Linked DNA regions of Mus musculus: all the other regions are linked to region 2. Evidence: chromatin contacts called from public promoter capture Hi-C data. All regions are on one chromosome and are shown on one strand. The core of a region is the stretch at or near the end of the contact, and the rest is flanking DNA. Distances in the headings are between cores, read along the strand shown.

Region 1 (2,700 bases), core at 7-2,506, about 22 Mb before region 2:
AAGTGACTGATTCTCTCAGCTTCTGACTGAATTGCTCTGCTTGACCTCAAACTAACTCTAGAAATCTGTTCTAATTTGGCTTCTTTTTATTCTCTGGCTCATTGTGTCTTCACCTGCAACTTGTCTCTATAAAACCATCTCTATGAAAACTACCTCTGAACTCCTCTGCATAGCCTCTCAACTCACTGATTCAACTGAACTGGTTGCCTAGAACTCAGAGATCTACATGCCTCTATCTCCTGAGTGCTGGGATTAAAGGCATGCACCACCAAACCTGGTCCTAAGCTTTTCCTTACCTGAAACTTGCTCTATTCCAGGCTGGCCTTGGACTCAAAGAGATCTGCTTGCCTCTGTCTCCTGGAATTAAAGGTGTGTACTAAGGTCATATCTGTGTTCCAGCCACAATAGCCATGTTGCTGGATTAAGACTCCTCTATGGCTTCACTGGGCAGCGAGCATCAGTACCATCAGTCTGAGCCATCTCACCAGCCCTCTAAGTTAGGGCTGGGGTGATAGCTTTGTAGTTAAGAACAACTGCTAGTTTTACAGAGGACTGGGCTTCGGTTCCTTGGGACCACACCAGACAGTTCACAACTGCCCTGTAACTCTAGCTCCAAAGGATCTGACACTCTGTTTTGGCTTCCTCAGGCACCAGGCACACATGGGGTGCACAGACATGCATGTGGGAACTCACATATACAGAGAAGGTAAAAATAAATAGATCTTAAGAAAAAGGCAGCCGGGCAGTGGTGGCGCACACCTTTAATCCCAGCACTTGGGAGGCAGAGGCAGGAGGATTTCTGAATTCGAGTCCAGCCTGGTCTACAGAGTTCCAGGACTGTCTCGGAAAAAAAAAAAAAAATTCAAGGCCAGCCCGTGCTACATGAGCCTACAAGAGCCCATTGTCTCAAAAAGTAAAAAACAAAAACAAAAAACAATTAAGACAACAAAAATAATCTATCCGAAAGTCTCAGCACAGGCTCAGAAAGCAAGCTTGGCCCCAGATACCAGCAGGCAGGGGAAAAAAAGCAGGCTTGTAGGGGCAACTCAGACTCCCGAGACCCAGGCCATCCCAGGCCATGCAGGAAGGTTGAGTGCCTCAGTTTCCTTCCCAGCACGAGGGAACAGGGTCTGCGTGTACACCACGGGCCTGAGGCTTGGACCCCCGGGATTCTGCATCTGGCGAACCCCAGCAGTGGGTGGGGCCGGGCCGGGCTTGGCGCGTTGCGTCATGACGCACGAAGGCGGCGGCGGCGGGGTTTGTGTGCGCGAGAGGCCGCCGATAAAGGTTGAGTGCCTCGCGCCGGGGGCCGTGGGGAGGGAGCGCGCCCCCGCCCCCTCCCGGGCCGCGGGTCCCGCAGCGCTGTGCCGGGCCCCGCTTCCCGTCAGCCCCCGCGGGAAGGCCCTGGGGTTCTCCTTGATCCCCCTCCCCGACCGGGGCCACAGGTGAGAGACCGGAGGGCGCGGTGGGGGAAGGGCCGGAGGGCGGAGTCGTTTGGAGAACGGCGAGCGGGAAACCGGAAGGGGTACCTTAAAGGGAAGGTCGCTATTTCGCCTCCGATATTTAATCTGTTAGGCCGGCTCCGCCCTCTTAAAGGGGTAAGGACAGTGTGTTTAGCTGCATTTTTGCAAAGCTTCCTGCCCTTTCCCTTCTCCCCTTTCTCCTAAAAGGGGGTTATTTCCTTAAAAGCGGGTGATAGTTTCCCAAACATTGAAGGAAAAGTTTCATAATTCTGCTGGTCCCTAGACTATCTGAACAAAGAGATCTTTTTTCCCTCCCAGATAAAACCTCATGTAGCTTAGGATGCCGTCAGACTCACTGTATAGCTGACAATGACCTTAAATTTACGATCCTGCTGCCTTCATCTGCGCGCTGGGATTACAGGCCTGCCTGTGCCACCACGCCCAGTTCTATGGTGTACTGTGACAAGAACCCAGAGCTTTGTGCATGCCAGTCATTAACCCTTAATAACCGAGCTACATCCCAAACCCCAAGAGCTTCCTCGTAAAGCCCAGACGCTTAAAGGGCACTCTCACTGCTAAGATGGGTCCCTGTTCCGTTGGGCCTCTTGTGTTAAAAGATATGGCCTCAGAGGCACAGACAGTTTCTGAACCTCATTTGTCACCTACACGCCAAAAGGAACAACAGCCCTTTAAAAAAACAATCCTTCATAGCCTATTGCCCTTTGAAAAAGAAATCCTTTATAACCTGTCAAAAGGGGGTGCCTCCCTCTCTTCACTCAGACTGTCTTTACTGAGCATGCTCTCTCCTGATGTTTTGGTGGGTGATGGATGCATCAGAGAACGATCGATCGAACGAAGCAGAGGTTCTCTGTTTGGATGATGTGAACATTGACAGAGTAGAACAAGCAGTAAGAGACTTATATGTTGATGGGACTGTCCTGGGGTACTGTCACTGCAGTACTGACTTCAGGATTTACTAGGGAAGGGTCAAGCTGGCACTGTGTTTTGTTACCAGTGGCATCCATCCTATTGAGTCAGGAATCCTGATGAACACCCATCCATTTATTAGACAGCCCCTCTGACAAAGAATGACCTGTCTCCAAATCTCTGTGCTGGTGAGGTTGAGAAGTCCTGGCTAGGGTGGTGGTGATGCACGCCTTTGAGCCCAGCACTCAGGAGGCAGATGCAGACATCTGAGTTCGAGGCCAGCCTGGTCTAGGTAGTGAGTTCCAGGACA
Region 2 (2,739 bases), core at 166-2,665:
TAACTTGAAGCAGTCTTCCTGCCTCGGTTTCCCAAATGAGAGGGTTATAGCACACAAAATTATTTTTATATAGTGTTTACCATATACATGCCCATCACAGTCCTAAAGACTCATTTAATCATAAATAAAGCTCTAAAGATAAAATTATACAGCTCAAGAGATGGCTCAGCAGTTGAGAGCAATGACTGCTCTTCCAGAGGTCCTGAATTCAATTCCCAGCAACCTCATGGTGGCTTACAACCATCTATAATGGGATCCAATGCCCTCTTCTGGTGGCTCTGAATACGGCTACAATGTACTCATATACATTAAATAAATATTTAAAAAGGAAAGAAGGAAGTATACTAAGGACTTCTACTTTCCAGACTAGGAAAATGAGGCCAGAGAGGTTAACTGACGAAAGCAAGACTACACAGCTAGGCACAGCTAAGCTACAAACCCAAACTAAAGGTCTCCACAATGCAAGACCTTACCTGATGCATTTCAAAAGCCATTTCAACAAGAATTAAATCTGACCTCCATTCCTCTTCACTTCACCTCCTACCCCCTCTCACTCATTCACTCTGTCAAGGCCTCTGACGTTGGGCCTATGTCCTAAACTGGTTACCTCCTCTGGTAAGTGTGCACCAGATTCTGTGGCTTTTCTATGAGTGTTCAATGAATGGAGCTGTCTCTGATTGTCGTCAGAGATTTCTACTGCCTTCCAACCTACCTCTACCCACCTGACACTGTACATCCATACTGATTGCCTAACTCTGAACCTTGTCTCCCCATCCTCTGTCCAGAACCCCTGGCCTCTATCCTTAAACTTATGCCGCATTTCTTGACGCTAAGTTTCAAATCTATAACTCAAGAACATCACTCCAGCCCTCTCAAACCAGATCAGCCCACAGAGTGTGCAGGGTGCACAGCATCTGTGAGGCTCTCTCTGTAGTCCATAAAACCTGACCCTTGCTGGTCACCGTCAGCCCCGCCCTATCCACTCATGCTCCGCCCAGGAAGGCTTGCTTCCCTCTTCAAGGCCTACCCCCTACCCTAATCTACCAAGACTAGGTCCCTTAAATCCCGCCCTAGATCTTTTTAACCCGTACAGCGGCCTCTTCAAGCTCCACCCAAATCGATTAGCTCAGCCCCAGACCCACTTAGCCCTGCCCCGTATCCGGGCAGACCCCGCCCACCTGACCAGAAAGCCCCGCCCCACTTCCACATCCACATCCACTACGGGCCCAGCCCCCCCTGCTTCGGCCCATCAGCCTCACCGTAGGTCTCGGCCATGGCTCAGTGGCGACCGCTGAGGGCCGCAATATGGCGCCGCAGCCGCGCCTGTTCCTCGGCTGGCAGCCGCTCCACTCGGGCTGCAGCCTCAGCTCCTTTCCACTTCTGGACCCGGCGCCGCCACTTCCGCCTTCACCGCCCCCCCCCCTCCCGCGCGAGCCTCCGGAGCTGCGGATACCAGGCCACGCTCGCCCAACGCAGTGATTGGTGGATTCAGGAGGCAGTGGGCGGGATAAGCGGCGCGGATTGGTGGCATGAGAGGGGCCGAGTCAAAAGGGGCGTGACATAGAAGAGCGATTGGTGGAGCAAGTGGGAGAGGGCGGAGGCAGAGATGCTGCCCTAGCGGTGGAACGGATTTGGTCAAATATCGGGGAGCAGAGACTAGACTCCGTATTGGTTATACGTAGGCACGGGGCGGGGACAAGAATGCCAAGAAGGAGCAAGGGCAGGATGGACAGAGTTGGAAGAATGGATCTCAGGCTGCTGAGTGTAATTTCTAACCCCATAGACCGGAAAGAGGAAAGCTGAGGACACGCGCACATTTATCCCTATCTACAAGAAAAACCTCTGTTGGTCGGGCTCTGGGGTCGCGCATGCTTTCAACCCCAGTACTCAGGAAGCAGAGGCAGATGTATCGCTGAGTTCAAGGCCAACCTGGTCTACATAGTGAGTTTCAGAACAGTCAGGGCCTACATAGAGAAACCCTCAAAACAAAGACAAAACAAAAAAACTGTACGTTCTATGCGCTTCTCGGGATCTATTGGCTCATACCAATGATTCAACTCCCTTTAAAAGAGAGGAAAGCGTACATATATTGTACTGTTTACCCCCTTGCTTGGGGGTCCCAAACCTTACCTTGGAGCAAAGGGCTTGCAAAGTGAAATTCTGCCTAGTAGCCACTGACGTTACAACATTCAGGGCATTAATTGGCTATATTCAGAAACCCGTGAAACATTCTTTGCACATACCCACCCAACCCCAAAAACCAAAGAGACAAATAGTTTGCCATTGGCTGCTGTATTTGCATAGAGCCGGAAGGGTAACTGCAGGGATAGCGGTAGGCTGAGCTCACTGGCAGTAGAAATCCCATTGCTGAAAAAGAGTAGATAGAAAACCAACCAGTGATGACATTGCAATGCGCCTAGTGGTTCTAACAAAGTTATAGCTGCAAGGACTAGGTTTGATCACCCAGAAATGAACACATTAGCTTCCAGTACTGCACCCTCTGCCATTTCCCAATTAGAGATCACTCAGCACTGGGCAGGGCCTGTAAACTCAGCAGCCCTCAGGAGGCTGAAACTGGAGGCTAGTGATTTTGAGGCCAGCTTGGGTACATACCAACAACAAAAATAATTACTTCTCATAAACAGGTAAGCAAATAAAGGAACTATCATCCTACTCCCACCTCCACCCCCAAGACACTCACATCGGTCTTCATATCAATTTTGCCAGGTTTCAGAGTCA
Region 3 (2,700 bases), core at 136-2,635, about 21 Mb before region 2:
TCCCTGCCTCTTTTGGTAGTAACATCATAGTTTCTCCTGGATAGATGGAGGTTTTGAAAGACTTGTGAGAATCTGAGTCACACTTCTTCTTTGGAGCCTCCCACCCTGTACCCCCATTCTTGGACTGGGGCTCTCTCAGTCTCTTGGTTTCCCCTTTAGAGAAATGATGTGTAGAACTTAACCTCTGTGCTTCCCTCCTACTTCCTATTTCTGGGGCCTCAGGTAAGGTCCAATGTGCTTGGAACCTCAGTTTTCCCATCGGTGAAATGAAATGCTGTGTTTGCTCAGTAGTGCCGTTGTTTCCCACATGACCATTCAGATGTCACAGTTGACGCTCATCACTGTCTTGACTGAAGATCTAAATGAGTCACTTCCCTTTCTCTAGGCACTTATATTTATACGCAGGTTGGGTATACTGAATTGTGCAGCTGACAGCATTTCACTTGTGCACACACCAATGACTGTGTTCTTGCTAAGGGATGCCATAACAGGGTCTGGTGTCTAGTCTACCCTTATCCTGGTGATTGCTGTGCGACCCGAGAGTCATTCCTTGTCCTTCACTGAGCCTAGGGTTTCCTCAAGTATTACCCCTATTCTCTTTCTACTTGGTGAGATGTAAAGTGACTCCGGAAGTGGCTTGAATGGAGTTATAATTTGATAAGGTAGGACCAGAAATCATTAGGGTTGCTCAAGAGGTTTAGGGCAGGCCTTTCCCCTTTACGTGAGATTTATACTGAGTTCCTAGAAAATTTCAGGTTTATAGTTTGGGAGGGAGTACGGCCTTATAAGTGTTGAATTGTGCTGTGGAGAGTCTTCAATCAGACTCCAAGGTGGAACGCTCCTCTTCTCACGTGCCCATCGTTTCCCCCATGGCTTTCTAAACAGCCACAGAAGAAACTCTGTCCTCTCCTCTGAGGGTCACAAGGTCTCCAGACAGGCGACAACGAGGATGGAAACACCCTTTTGGGCGTGGATATCCTTAGTCTCTTGCCAAAGCCTGAGGTTGGCGGTACAAGCTCGCGGTTGCGCACGGCGTAAGGCGCGTGGAAGCCCAGTGAGTCCGAGGTGTGGAACGCTAGGAGAAGCATCCCGGAAAGGACGCATGCTGAATGGACTCTAACGGGAGCTTGGCCGAACCCCTTAGAAAAGCGCTTAGCGTAGGAGGGCGCACACGGGTCGGCAGAATAGCCAACCAAATTATTGAGGGCGTGGCCTCGCGCTGTCTCCGGGGTTCTGCGACTGCAGCGTCTAGTTGCGTGTCAGGGGGCGTGGCTCCGCGCTCCGGGGGAAGCCCTGGGGGCGGGGCCGCACTGGCCTGCGTCCTTCTGGAGGGGCGGGGGGACCGGGGAGAGGCCCTGAAGGGATCCCTGGGGGTCTGGGAGGCGAGTGCGCAGGCGCGGGAGCTCTGTTGCTAGCAGTTCTGTGGCAGCTGTGAGACGGAGGACGCAGCAGGGAGACAGGTGAGGGGGTCTGGTGACTGCGAGCCTTCCTTCAGTGGGAATGATTGATAGCGTGTGTGTGTGTGTGTGTGTGTGTGTGTGTGTGTGTGTGTGTGTGTGTGTGTGACAGAGAGACAGAGAGAGACAGAGACCTGTTTGCGTGGGTCGCTCTGGTGATCTGAGTTGATTCGGGTGCACGCCTGAAGCTTCGTGTATGCTTGGCGTATATTGTTTGTTGTGGGGTGAACACAGTATGAGAATCCTTCAGGAGACTCCACGTGTGTATATGTGTGTGCGCGAGAGAAGAGAAGTGGAAGGGGGGCGCGGGAGAAGGGAAGTGGGAGGGGGGAAGGGAGAGGGAGAGACCGACTAGGCCTGTGAGCCCCAAGAAACAGGTGCGAATACCACCAACTGCGTGATGTGACCAGTGTGCCCTGTGTAAAGGAAGACACTACAAGGGGCCGCTAGTGGATGTAGGAACAGAGTTCTGAGCATCTCGGTTGTACTTGTGTGTGAGTGTGATAGACTGATGGAGCTGTTTATCATAGTCTGAGGGCACTCGGCCTGTGGGGCCCAGGGACAGGTGACTGTACAGGTCCTAGTGGGAAAGGAGGCCACCGCAGGCTAGAGGGGCCCAAGGGTGTGGGCACACAGTTCTGAGTATCTCTATGTCACTAGCTGTGCTGGTGTGAGAGTGTTGGCGGGTGTGTTTGTGTGTGTGTGAGAGAGAGAGGCTGATGAAGTTATTTATCAAAGTCTAGAGATACAGTGAGCCATCAGATGACAATGGCTTTGTGAGTGTGTGCCAGTGTGTGATTGATCGTGCCTCATCTCATTTGTTACCGTGGCAACGGGCTCCTCTAGAGGAGGAGATGTGATGGCCTAGTCTGGGAAACTGAACCTGTTAAGGATGAGACTTTTCCTTCTGTACAAAGGGATAAATGGCGCTCATCAGAGTGTTGATGGAAAGGCTAAACGGACTGTGAAATAATACAGGTGAAATGCCTTGTACAATGCCTGGGACATACTGAGTGCGGTGTAGAGTCTGGCCTTTGTTGTAGTGCTGACGGTGGAGGTTTGCTGTTGTGTTGTTGGCCTGTGTACAGGTAGGGTTGTAGTGGTGAATTCCAAAGGAGTTTTAGTGTCTACATTTGGAATTTGGCCGTCTTTCACCTCTAGCAGAGGTTCTGGATTGAGCAGTGGTGCACACACCCTCCAGACTCCTTTTATCCCTAGGCAAGCAACCTGGCTTCTTGGTGTC

What was found. Promoter capture Hi-C pulls out the DNA fragments that hold promoters and counts their contacts.
Region 1: a contact with region 2 is called in a promoter capture Hi-C map of pre-B cells. The contact joins the promoter of Zfp628 here to the promoter of Rab4b in region 2. A contact is called at or near these places in 4 of 39 promoter capture datasets (cranial neural crest, frontonasal cranial neural crest, maxillary cranial neural crest and 1 more).
Region 3: a contact with region 2 is called in a promoter capture Hi-C map of pre-B cells. The contact joins the promoter of Zfp667 here to the promoter of Rab4b in region 2. A contact is called at or near these places in 3 of 39 promoter capture datasets (cranial neural crest, maxillary cranial neural crest and pre-B cells).

What each region holds. Positions count from the first base shown.
Region 1 is chr7:4,913,961-4,916,660 of GRCm38.p6, forward strand. It overlaps Zfp628 (zinc finger protein 628), which reads left to right and starts at 1,257. Exons shown (of 3, transcript NM_170759.2): 1 at 1,257-1,445.
Region 2 is chr7:27,177,468-27,180,206 of GRCm38.p6, forward strand. It overlaps Rab4b (RAB4B, member RAS oncogene family), which reads right to left and starts at 1,416. Exons shown (of 8, transcript NM_029391.2): 1 at 1,260-1,416. The coding sequence starts at 1,275. Mia (melanoma inhibitory activity) reads right to left here. Exons shown (of 4, transcript NM_019394.3): 3 at 2,702-2,739; 4 at 2,274-2,367. The coding sequence ends at 2,344.
Region 3 is chr7:6,285,195-6,287,894 of GRCm38.p6, forward strand. It overlaps Zfp667 (zinc finger protein 667), which reads left to right and starts at 1,386. Exons shown (of 5, transcript NM_001024928.2): 1 at 1,386-1,460.